Linked DNA regions of Anas platyrhynchos: region 2 is linked to region 1. Evidence: chromatin contacts called from public Hi-C data. All regions are on one chromosome and are shown on one strand. The core of a region is the stretch at or near the end of the contact, and the rest is flanking DNA. Distances in the headings are between cores, read along the strand shown.

What was found. A called contact is a pair of places that touch in the nucleus more often than the background predicts.
Region 2: a Hi-C map of skeletal muscle shows a contact between it and region 1, with 4 times the contacts expected there. The contact joins the promoter of MED21 here to the enhancer-like site in region 1. A contact is called at or near these places in 6 of 8 Hi-C or Micro-C datasets (F1 follicle, liver, skeletal muscle and 2 more).

What each region holds. Positions count from the first base shown.
Region 1 is chr1:74,788,483-74,794,809 of IASCAAS_PekinDuck_T2T, reverse strand. It overlaps STK38L (serine/threonine kinase 38 like), which reads left to right. Exons shown (of 14, transcript XM_038183319.2): 3 at 661-712; 4 at 1,981-2,103; 5 at 2,665-2,748; 6 at 5,850-5,973. Among named protein-coding and RNA genes, the nearest start is that of BMAL2, 29 kb to the right of the region's middle. Within about 2 kb of position 4,024, at least 2 of the 8 cell types and tissues checked have an H3K27ac peak or open chromatin away from gene starts, as enhancers often do.
Region 2 is chr1:74,892,262-74,898,588 of IASCAAS_PekinDuck_T2T, reverse strand. MED21 (mediator complex subunit 21) reads left to right here and starts at 2,631. Exons shown (of 4, transcript XM_027450026.3): 1 at 2,631-2,776; 2 at 2,995-3,109. The coding sequence starts at 2,735. It overlaps TM7SF3 (transmembrane 7 superfamily member 3), which reads right to left and starts at 1,048. Exons shown (of 11, transcript XM_027450023.3): 1 at 858-1,048. The coding sequence starts at 927.

The sequences.
Region 1 (6,327 bases), core at 2,775-5,274:
TCCAGTATCCACACTGGCCCCTTGCTGTGTGCAGCCTCCCTGCCATCTGTGGGATACTCCAGGCTTCGCACCCCGCATAGAGCCTCCCCGCCTGGCCGGCACCAGCAGCAGGAGTCCAGGAGGGGCAAGCCCTGGCCCAAGCAAGACATGAGAGGAGGTGGTGGCAAATTCAGGAGGGTGCAATGAGTTAGCATGAGGCTAAGGGAAGCAGGACCAGTTGTGTGATCAGGGAACAGACAGCAAGACTGGGAGCAATGGTGGAAACTGGGGCTGTTTTGAGGTGCTGGAGGTAAAGCTGAGATGGTTTTTCCACCATTTCAGTGTTTTTATCAATTAGGAGTATGAGTCAGAATAACCAGCCTTACTTGATGATTATATAAAGAAATAGAAGTCCATTAGGCTGATTATATGATTGGGCCTTTAGTGCCTATTTCTGGAATCATATAAGTACATGCTTAAATTTACTTACACGTTTTCAACAGGTTTGGTTACAAGTGAGGAAATGTATGGAGTGGGCAATAAGTTCTCAAATTTCTGTTTGAGTCAAATGCTTTGGTATCTGGACTATGTCAGGAAAAGGGGTCTTACTGTAGTGTTATGGTGGTTTTTTTGTTTGTTTTTTAATTAAAAAAATAAACCTCTTGTTTTACTCCTTTGCAGGCAGAAGAAACTAGAAGTGGCTATGGAAGAAGAAGGGCTTGCAGATGAGGAGGTAATACAACTTGAATAACCTTTGAAGAGATTGCTTTGTTTTTGTTAGCACTTCTTAAAGTTGGAATTTGATGAGTTTACAGGCACATTAGCTGTCAGGACAGTAAGTTTTAGTTTGTAAGTGAATGTTGCTTTTGTAAATAATGAAGCAAGCTGTGCATATGCTTGAATGTGATGCTTTGAGTAGCTGAGGGCTTTTCATACCCCTTTTTAGTCATTATGAAGCAAATGACCACAGCAAGTATGTAACATGCTTTTCAAAATTTAAAATTGTTTGGCATGTGATTTGGCTACAGGCAAGAGAAGGGTGAGATGCACTTGGGTAGAAAGCAAAATGCTGAACCACTTTTTTTTTTTCTTGATTTAAACAATAAAGCAGGTGTTCCCATGATCTATTACGATACAGATGTGAAGGGAACTCTTTCCAGATGGCATGTCTCAGAACTTTTCTGAGGTTTATCACATCATTGCTGTCTGTACTTCTTCCAGAATAGACACTGGAATAAATAGTAACAGCAGCCTCAGTCATTTCTATTTATTTCTCATTTTTTGGGTTGACATAACTTCTGGAAAGAGGGAAAAGTAATGTTGGTGTGTAATGCCATCTTGTGGTTTTAAATAACACAGTCGTTGTTCTCCAAAATCTAGCAGACCTGATTGATGGGTTTCATTATCAGCCTCTGAGATATTTTTGGCATCTTTGGGAGCATAAGCTGGCATTTTTATTTTTTCAGGATGAATTCCATTGATATTTTTATAGGACAAAATATATGGCAGGATTGGGACAGATCTTTCTTTCAAATACAAGTATTTTCCTGCCCTAAAACAAATAGATTTTGTTATAGGATAGGGTAAGATGGATTTCTGCTGCCTGTTAGACTCCTTGTTGCCCATCATTTGTGTTTTTGGCAGGGTACAAGTTTGAGCTTTTATTGATCCTTTATGCTGCTGAAAAACAGAGTCCTTGTCTTAGCTGGTGACTTTGGCCTTTGGTCTGATGCACCTTGTTTGAACCTATATGTTCTTTTCATTGTTTCTATTACTGCCTCTTTATACGTAAATAATAAGCAAACAAACAAACAAACAAAAAGCTGTGCTTGAGGCCTCTTCATAAAAGACTGTGGATCACACTTCAAGAAATTCAGGAAGATTTCTCCTTTTACATTTTCTTTGTACTCATAGAGGAAGGGAGAATGCTTTACAGGAAGAGAGATTATATATCTTGACTTTCTACTGTCAAATGACTTAAATTCTCATGTGTCTTCCTAGAAAAAACTGCGCAGGTCACAGCATGCTCGCAAAGAAACAGAGTTTCTGCGACTGAAGAGGACGAGACTTGGCTTGGATGACTTTGAATCTTTGAAAGTTATAGGAAGAGGAGCATTTGGGGAGGTTTGTGGCTTTCTTGCTTGAATGGGATATTAAAATTGGATTGAACATCAAAAAGAAACACTTTAATTAAAGAATAAAAAGTTTCAGTTGAGCAGTTTTATTTTAGGAGAATAGCTATTCGAGTAATTTTGCACATGTAATAAGACCAGTATGTACATGGATTTATCAAGGCCACTGGAAAAGGTCTGTTTCCTGCAGCTTCCCTTCCTATTAGCCCCAACTGATGTTGCCCATGCATCCACCCAGAAATGATAGATTTGCAGTTGCACAGCTCCTCTCCATAAGTCTTCTCTGCCCTGTGTCGTATCATGGTTGTGCTTACTCCTGAATTTTAGCATACTCAGTCTCTCAGCTATGTGGAATTTAGTGTGCCTGCTAGTTTTTTAAAACAATGACTGCTTCAAACATCTGTTCATCACTAGTGTTAGCTTTGTACATGTGCTTTTCAATGTTTAACAAAAGAACCTTTCCATGCCCACCAGTTTAGAGCCGTTCTTATGTTCCACACTGGGGTTTAGTTTGAGGTAGATGGGATTGATTGGGTTATTTTTCTCATTAAAGGTACGTCTCGTTCAGAAGAAGGATACAGGTCATATTTATGCAATGAAGATACTACGAAAAGCAGATATGCTGGAGAAAGAACAGGTTTGTCTTGTATAGGTCCCCTAGATTTCAAAGTTACTTTGCTTAGAAAATTACCAAATCTCTCTTTGGCAGGTATTATTTAGTCGTTATTTTCACTTCTGTAGTCCCAATAATTGTACTGCTGTCCAAGGCATCCATGGAGTTGCTAGGTCAGTACAACAGAGTAAGTAGAAGTTAGCATTCTTGAAAATGTTTTAGTTACAACCAGTTTGTAACAGTGATAAGGATGGTGTTTTTTTTCTTTTAGTCTCTTCCTTTATCAATGTGCATCTTATAGCACTTCTTTGTAAGAATACATTTAGAAGAAAATGCTTCTTGAAAAGCAATAATACGTCAAAGTAAAAACTGAGAATGTTTGATGTTGTCTTTTCATGGTCAGATACCACCAGCTGTCATCTTGTTTGTTGTTTGGGTTTGGCTTTGGTTTTGCTTGGTTTTGTTTTGTTTTGTTGGATCTTGAGATTGGAGTGGTTTTGTTTGTTTTGCTTTGTGTTTTTTGTTTGTTTGTGTGTGTGTGTGTGTGTGTGTGTGTGTGTTTTTTGCTTTTGCTTTGTAATCCAGAATTCACCACAAATTCCTGATAGGACAAAGCAATATGAAGAACTAGCAATAGTTATTTTTTAGCAATATGAAGAACAGAAATCAAGTGTGGATGTCTCAAGCAAAAGTGCAGCTAGAGAAAGTTGGGGTTACTTAGCCTGGAGAAGAGAAGGCTCTGGGGGAGACCTTTTAGCAGCCTTTCAGTACCTAAAAGGAGCCTAAATAAAAGGTGGGGAGAGATTCTTAGTCACAGAGTGTAGTGATAGAACAAGGAGTAACTGCTTTAAACTAAAAGAGGGTAGGTTTAGACTAGATATTACGAAGAAATTCTTCACCCAGAGGGTGGCGAGGCCCTGACACGGGTTGCGCAGAGAAGCTGTGGATGCCCCATCCCTGGAAGTGTTCAAGGCCAGGCTGGATGGGGTTTCAGGCAGCCTGATATAGTGGGAGCTGTCCCTGCCCATGGCAGGGGGGTTGGAACCAGATGGTCTTTAGGGTCCCTTCCAACCCAAGCTGTTCTATCTTCCTTACCTGTCCAAACCCATCATTATTTCTTATATTATCTTTCTCAGCAGTGGTACTGGTAGTACTACTACATTTTTTTTTTTTAAGTCATCCCAGGACAGACATTTTGTCTACTTATTGCTGTTTCCTTGAATGAAGGGAAGCAGAGGAGTATTATGTTCTGCCTCACAGCCAGGATGTGTGTGGTCTGCTGGCTGAAGCCCTGCCCTCATTTCATAACCTGATGTGGCAAGGAGGCTTAGATCACAGTCCACATTTAGTTTGTGTCTGTAACATTCCCCGGAGAGTATTTATTTGCTCTAACTTTCATTGCCTGGTTTGTTCAATGGGAAAGCATCACAGAAGACAAGTACGAGAGAGCTAGAACTTTCAAGCAGGGTGGCACTGTGAAGTTTTTCTGGCTGCTTTTTAAGCAAGGTTTCAATGTTATACTTTATAGCCACATTTAGAAGCAGAGGAGTGGAGGGTGGAAAGAAATCTTTTCTAATGTGAATATATGGAATAGATAGGGCTAGATAAATTAGAGTTGGAGCCTCTACAACAGAGAGGGAACGCATCGTCCTACAAAAAAGACACACATTAGAAAGATGTTAGAACTGAGGAACAGATGCAGAAGACTTGGCTTATTGGAAATATTGCTTGAATCTGGAATAATGGTACATATTTTCTTTACAGAAGTCACTTTCTGGTATCTGAAATGTGAAAGTCTTACAGCTATCAAGAAATGTTTTTCCATGCAGATATTTTTCATTTTCTTCCACAACTAGGGTACATTCTAGTAAAACACACACCCTTCCTCCTGTCTCTATTACTCTTAGTTTCCAGTGAATTCATGAGGTAGCAGCTCTCAGTATGCTTTTCAAAGACTCAACTGGGACTGCAATACATGTATCTTAAGCATGGTCAGACATTCCCAAGCTCACTTGCATAGGACCAACGTCAGCAGCAGTGGTGAATGTATCAGTTCTGGGCCACCTTTGTGCACATCATTTGATGGAAATGCTCCATCTTCCCTTCGCTTTTCTTTCCCCCTGCTAAAATAGCCCATGGCCATTTTTTGCCCTCCTTGAATACTGACCATTCAGCTGACTGTTACTTAAGGTCATCTCTGCAAACTGAGATTCATCCCAGCCCTTTTTCCCTTTGGTCGAGGTATTTGCTATGCAGTTCAAGTAAGCTTCACCATGTACACAGGTAGGAGCAGTCTCCGTGTGTCATTTGAAAGGGCTTCATGCACCATTAGTAGTACGTACAGTGTGGGTTTGGGAGCTAGATGGTTGTTTGCTGTATGTCAGACATTTCACAATGCTGAAGAAATAAGGTTTTGCAGGAAGTAATTTAGGCATTCTATCACTCTTGCAAAAGAGGATTCCACAGGCTTATCTTGCCGAGTTTAAACTGTGAAGTATTACTGTGAGGAAGCAGTTATTAACTCTTTATTTGTAAATGTATATGAAAAAAAAATGATAAATTCTGACATTAAACATTAAGCATCTACCATTTTACCTATTAGTTCTTGTGTTATTTACAACAAACTCTATTTTTTTCGAATAATTATGTCAATATCTGCATACTGAATTGCACATTAAATTTTTATTTGAGTTTGCAGTAGGGATGCTACCTTGCAGAGCTGACCATCATAACAGAGCTTTTTATTTTATTTTTTTTTAATGTTCTTAGTTAATTTTAGGATGCAGTAAAAATGGAATTGCAGTTTTCCACCAACTTCTTCAGTTCTGCCTGACAAACAGGAAGCTCAACAAGCCATGTGTTTTCTTTCTAGATACCACTTTTGTGAAGTTATGTAAATAGTTATTTTCAATATTGAGTTAATTTCTGTGGTTTTTTGCTGTGTGTTTTCTGAGGACTTTGTAGGGTCTAGTAAAAACTATGTAAAATAGGAGTGAAAGAAAGTATGAAGAATATCTTATTTGTATAAAGATCATGAAAATATATTTTAGGATTAGGAATATAGCATGGCATTTGGTATTGATGTAATTAAATAATTCTTTAATAACAGTATTAAAAAATTTTAGGTGGCCCATATCCGAGCAGAAAGAGATATTTTGGTTGAAGCAGATGGAGCCTGGGTAGTGAAAATGTTTTACAGTTTTCAGGATAAAAGAAATCTTTACCTGATCATGGAGTTCTTACCTGGAGGTAAGCTATATGTTGTGTTGTTACTAAGTTGTATAAGTACTTCTTCCTTAGCTTTGTTTTCAGCTTTCTAGAAGTGAAGAAACAAGCATGCTGTGTAATTCGTGATAGCATAAATTTTAATGATGTTTTAAGTGAAGTCCCGGTAACTTAACCTTTCCTGATTTGTAGGTGAAGGGGAAGGATTATTGGAAGATGTTAAAATAGACTTGGATTAAATAATAATTCTAGTCCCATGTTCTGCTTTTTACTGACAAAGCTAGAAACAGCTTTAAAAAAAGTCACTCTTGATCAATTTTAGTGCAATACATTTATTATGCGTTAAAAAATTGCTGCATTATTCAAGGCTATCCAATT
Region 2 (6,327 bases), core at 1,382-3,881, 110 kb before region 1:
TATCTCGAGAGTAGATTGCTCCTGCTGGAGAATTAAACTTTGTTCCATGCTAGCTTAGAATAAAAACTAAGAGGAGGCTTATATCAGCCCTAACATAAGAGACTGCTTGCTTATCTCTGAGGAAACTGCTTATTTTTTCCTTTATTTGAACAACAAAAAAAAGATAAGAGATTAATGATAAGGAAGTAAGCGTCTGTTAAATCTTCACAAGATATAATCATTACAGTCCACTTACTTTCAGAGACCTATTATAGTCCCGTGCATGCACACAGAGGAATTACAAGAAAAGCAAATGCTTAATAAACTGAGATTCCATCAGCAGGCCAACAAGTCATTTTAGGAACAGAGTTCCAAATATTTGGAGGTTTCGCTCATTTCCTTGTTTTTAAAAAGCTAGTGGTTTTCAGCCTGCAATTGGCAAGGTGCTGGGAACCCATAACCTCTTGAGAGCTGTCACAAAAAGAAGCAGTTAACCCTCTTCCCTTTCTGATATGAACTCCTAGCCTAGTGAATGCCAACCTGTTTCCTCAAAAGGCACAGAGCTCTACACCATACAACTCCACACCCCTAAGCCTACACCATACCCTGTAGCAGCAGGACTGTAGGCAGCAGATCCATCAGATTGTTCAAACGGTGGCGTCCACAGCTAATAAGGTGCAGGGCTGTTATTGCTATAAGATGCGTAGCTAATAAGGTGCAAGACTGTTAAACAATAATTTAAATTAAAAATAAAGAAGTGGGAGGCGTAAAGCACCCTTTTCCCGCAACGAACCGCGCTCGACCAGCTCGCTCCCTCCCGCCACGTAATGGCGGCCGCAGCCCTCAGCCTCCCTCCCGAGCCCCGTCTCCAGGCTCACCTGAGGCGCCGGCCTCTCGTAGCGCCTCGGCGAGCCCCAGGAGCAGCAAGACGCAGGGGGGGAGCCGCATGGCGCTGAGGAGAGAAGAGGAGAGGAGGCTGAAAAAAAGAGCCAGGGCGCTGACGAGAATGCTGGGGCGGGCGGAGCCTGCGAGGGAGCGCTGCGCCGCCTCGTAGGCTCTGCCCGGCCCAGGCCGTTCTCGCCTCCCCTCACCCACCTGGCCGAGGTAACGGGGCATAAATGCCCCCAAAACGGCTTTTATCGGCCCCAGCCACCTTCCCCGGCTGTGTGGTGATTTCCACGGCTAGGATTGGTAGTGGTGGTGGTGAGCTTGGGAAGATATCCACGCTGAGCTGTTATGTACCGGGGGTGTCAAATTATTATTATTTATTTAATTAATGCACTGGTGTTTTGTTTTCACATAGTCTGATAAAGCACAGTGCAGCCCCTGAGGTTGCTGGTGTGCTTAAGGTGCTTCTGGCTGTGCAGGTGATTCATGGGCTCATGACAAGATGATAGAAGGCAAATTAAAAGTCTCTTTTTCCACTTTCCATAAGTTTTAAGATGATCCTGTTGCTGTTTCTGCCTTGTTTATGAACTTATAGTCTAACGTAGACTCTAAAAAGCTTTGCAGACTCCTCCCTGTTTTGTTGAGTGTGTTTTTCCCAGCTTGCTTTGATCCAGTTCCCAGTTCATATACAAAAGGAAGCTGCAAGCCTGGTATAAGAACGCAGCGATGAGCGCTGTTCTGCATTTAAGGCTGCAATCATTTCAGACAAGTGGCTTTTCTTTCTTCTCTACATCTTTGCCTGCTGTGATTGGGATATCCTTTCTCTGACAGGATATCATTGAATCATAGAATCATTAAGGTTGGAAAAGACCTCCAGTATCATCTGGTACAACCATCACCCTACTACTAATTTCACTCACAAAACCATGTCCCTAAGCACTAGATCCAACCTTTCCTTAAACACTCCCAGGGACAGTGACTCCACCACCTCCCTGGGCAACCCGTTCCAATGCCTGACTGTTCCTTCTGAGAAGAAATGTCTCCCCATTTCCAACCTGAACCTCCACTGGCACAACTTGAGGCCATTCCCTCTAGTCCTATCACTAGTTATCTGTGAGAAGAGGCTGACTCCCAGCTCCCCACACCTTCCTTTCAGGTAGCTGTAGAGAGCAATAAGGTCTCCCCTGAGCCTCCTCTTCTGCAGACAACCCCAACCACCCCAGTTCCCTCAGCCGCTCCTCACAGGACTTGTGTTCCAGGCCCTTCACCAGCTTTATAGCCGTTCTCTGGACATACTTCAGGGCTTCAATGTCCTTCTTGTACTGAGGGGCCCAAAGCTGAATACAGCACTGGAGATGCAACCTCACCAGAGCTGCAGAGCGTAAGGGGATGATCACCTCCCTGGTCCTTGCTGGTTATATATCTAGTTCAGCCAAACAGGGTTCCCACAGTTCAAAGTCTGTGTGATACTAGAAGACCATCAAAATTAGCTTTTTGCTTGGAGCCACTGTCCTAGCTGACCTCTGGAAATGAGACTTCTGTCACTGTCCTCAGCTCAGCATTCAGAGGATACACCGTGGCTCCAGCGCCTGCGAGAGGCTCCATAAACCTCACTTACTCCAGGCTCAGCACCGCACCCAGCCAGCTTGCAGAAGCCCCAGGACAAACCTGCCAGCTTCACTAATACCTTAAAAATGAGCGGTAGCTTTGCGCTAACACTGTGCCAACAGCTCTGTGGCTCGGCTTCTGTGGCCAGTGTCGCGGCTCGGCTTTTTAACCAAGCCCCGAGCTACCCGGGGCGCGGCTCCTCCCGGCCTGCAGGGGGCAGGCTCGGCCCGGTGTCCGGGCAGGGCGGCAGAGCAGCGCCATGGCGGACAGGTTAACGCAGCTGCAGGACGCTGTGAACTCGGTGAGGCGGTGCTGCTGTCCTCTCCTGTCTCTTCTGCGTTTTTCTTTCTGCAGGGGAGAGGGGCCCAGCGTTGGGCGCGCTGCGCTGGCAGCCCAGGGGGGTATCGCCGCTGCTGGCCGCGGGCACTGCTCCCCTCCGTGCCGCGGGGTCGGAGGGCGAACCGGGATGGACGTGGCCGCGGTGCCGAGGCAAACTAACGGTCTCGTTACCGCCCGCAGCTCGCAGACCAGTTCTGCAATGCCATCGGGGTGCTGCAGCAGTGCGGCCCGCCGGCCTCCTTCAGCAACATCCAGACGGCAATCAACAAGGACCAGCCGGCTAATCCGACGGAAGGCGAGTCCTCCTGCCTCTGCTAGCGCGCCGCGAGCGGGTCCCGGTGCGGAGTGCCCCGTGCACCATCTTGTGCTCGGCAGGCAGTTCCGCCGGTAGTAACGCGAGGGGTGGCTGAATTTAAGTCAGAAACAGCATCAGCTGCACTTGCTGGATAAGGTTGTGGTAGAAGAAAGATCACTTTAAGTTTTAACTAAGCATTAAAACATGTTTCTTGTGGTGGTTTGTTTGCACACATGCAGTAGCCTTTTCTATATAAGTTATTGTAATAGGACTGCTAGGGGATGTTGTTAGTGAGCAGCCCTTTACTTCCAAAAAAAATTTAAAATATATATATATTATTATATATTATATTTATATATATATTATTATATATTATATTTTTTTTACAAGAATAGGGGTTAGTTTCATGAAGTTGAGCATGAGTTTAAAGTTCTCCATTTCATAGACTTGTAGTTATTTATGTTTCTGTATGTGTTGTTTGCTTATGAAATTAAGGAATAATGTCTTGTTGACTCTCCCAGCTGACAATTGTGGTTTTTTTTTTTTCAGTTGCTGTTGGTAGGTTGCTTGGGTATTGATTTATTTTTTTTCTGAGAGAAATAAAACTAATGTAAGATACTAAAATTGAAAAGCAAACTAAAAGTTCTATGTAATCTTAGAATTTCAAGTTAGTATTTAAATAATTATGTTATCGTCATCCTAAATCAACACCCCCATTGTTTTTCCCTGAGAAAATTTTGCAGGTTTCATGCATTAGATCAAGTTTGATTAGTAGGATACCAGGGGAATGGTGATGCTCTTTCTAGGACAGTTGTTGACTAGTCCTTCATTGGGTACGGTGGCTTGCTCTCCGACATGAATTAGTTGGAAAAAAAATCAAGTAAAAGATTTGTTTGCTTCTTCATGGTACTTGAGGCTCTTCCAGGTACTGACATCTATGTGATGACTTAAGAGTTAGAGGCTTTGTTAAGATCCTAAAAGGGTCAGTCCTCTGCTTTATCTTTCTTATTCATTTCCCTGAATGTAGTGAGTTCAGTAAAATCATATAACTGAGTTAATGATGCTGATGAAACAAAACTATCAGTTACACATCCTTGGGTATTTAAATTCTTAACAAACAGGCCTTAAAGCTTAGTCTGGAGAGCAGTGATGTACAGGTAAGAGTATATATGTGATAACACAAAGGACAAGCTTTAAGTGGGTTTGTTAGGGTGCTTTTGGTTGCCTGGGTTGGTTTTATTCAAGTCAAGCGTACCTTTGAGAATGTCAATCTTTTCTAGTTTTTTCTCTATTGGAGAATATTTTCTCAGTTCATGAAAGATTTGTGGAAGCAATCAACAGGAAAAAATGTGTAAGATCTTAAATCATAAATTGAAGGCTGTTTCAGTATTCTAGCTGCAGTAACAAATTGATTCAAATTGAATGGATACAACTCCATATGGGAAAGCTTTGTTTGTGACTTATAGAGTCTCTTATTAAAAATCCATGTAGGTCTTTCAAAGATCTGGTAGCTAAATTAAGATCCATTATAAACTTATGTTCTTCTGTTTCTCAGTGGCAATTTAACTTTTCCTGTGGCTGAATAGTTAACTTTTTTTTAAAAAAAAAAACAACTAAAAAACCTTGCATTCTTTCATGATTCTTAACATAATTTACTGTCTGTTCTGAAAGTAGTAGGACTCTTTTTTTTTTTTTTAATTTTTTCATGAGAATAGAACAAACGATTAGAATTTTTCAAAGTAGCACCCTTCTGCATCTACACACTGCTGCCAACCAATTTTCCAGTTTTTGTACACCTCCAGGAATGCCTGGACCGGAATGCTGTTTAGCTCCCTCGTCACGGCCTCTTGAAGCACCTCTACCGACGTGTAATGCTTCCCCTTGAGCGTCGATTTTATTCTCGGGAATAGAAAAAAGTCTGGCGGGGCCAAGTCGGGGCTGTAGGGGGGCTGAGGCAGCGTTGCCACCTTGTGCTAGGCAAGATACTCCACTACGCAGAAAGCTGTGTGGCTCGGCGCGTTGTCATGGTGCAGCTGCCAGTTGTTGACGATGGCTGGGCGGACACAAGCAATGCGTTTTCGCAGTCTTGTGAGGACTTCCATGTAAAAAACTGCATTAACTGTTCGTCCGGGTGGTACAAACTCTTTGTGGATGACTCCATATCGATCAAAAAAGCAAATGAGCATGGACTTTTGCTTGGATTTGCTCGTTCGTGCTTTCTTGGGGTGTGGGGAAGCAGGGGTAAGTAAGCTCTGCCGCTTACTCTCCGGGTCATATTCAAACACCCACGTCTCGTCACTGGTCACTACATTGTCCAAAAAGTCGGGCTCCTCATTCACATGATGAAGAAGATCCTGGCAGATCGCTTTCCGGTTGGCCTTTTGCTCCTCTGACAACACTTGTGGCACAAACTTCGCGCACACTTTCCTCATGGCTAAGTTTTCTTTCACCATCTCAAAAACTTGGGTTTGAGGAATGCTCAAGTCATCAGCAATCATTCTGCTACTCATCCTGCGATCATGGTTCAGTAAATGTTTCACTCGCGACACATTTTCATTGGTCTTGCTGGTCGAAGGGCATCCGGAGCGGTCGTTGTCTTCCACTCTTTCCTACATTCTTGGAACAGCTTGTGCCACTCAAAAACACCCGATCTACCCATGGCAGCATCACCATAGGCCTCCTTAATCATGTTGTGAATCTCTTTGCCTGTTTTACCAAGCTTTACACAAAATTTGATCTCGTATCGCTGCTCCAGTAAACGCTCCATGATTCTCCGTGACGAGGCATTTCGACAGGTGTTCACAGTACAAGCGACCTGCTCTCTTCAACGGCCAACAGCCGACTGCCAATTTTTACCAGCGTTCCCAATATCCCCCTCCACTGATCGTGCGCGCGCAGACCGCCTCTCATCTGCCCGTTCGCCCAGGAAAAAGCCAGTCCTACTACTTTCAGAATAGACCATGTAGTCTGTGTATTTGAATCATTACCTTTACAGTTTCTGGTGTTCTCTTTAAGTCTAGTGACAGACTTCAAGGCAAGGGTTGAAAGGTTAAATGAGTTCTTAGCTACTTTCAGTGCTTAATGTAGTGACTAGACTATTACTGTTCTTAGTAATTTCTTAACTGGCTAACCATGATGGAGTTCTAGCTATTTTCTCACTTATATAGAGCCCAGCCCTTTGTATAAACAGCTACCTTGTTCTATCTGGGATTGTAGTC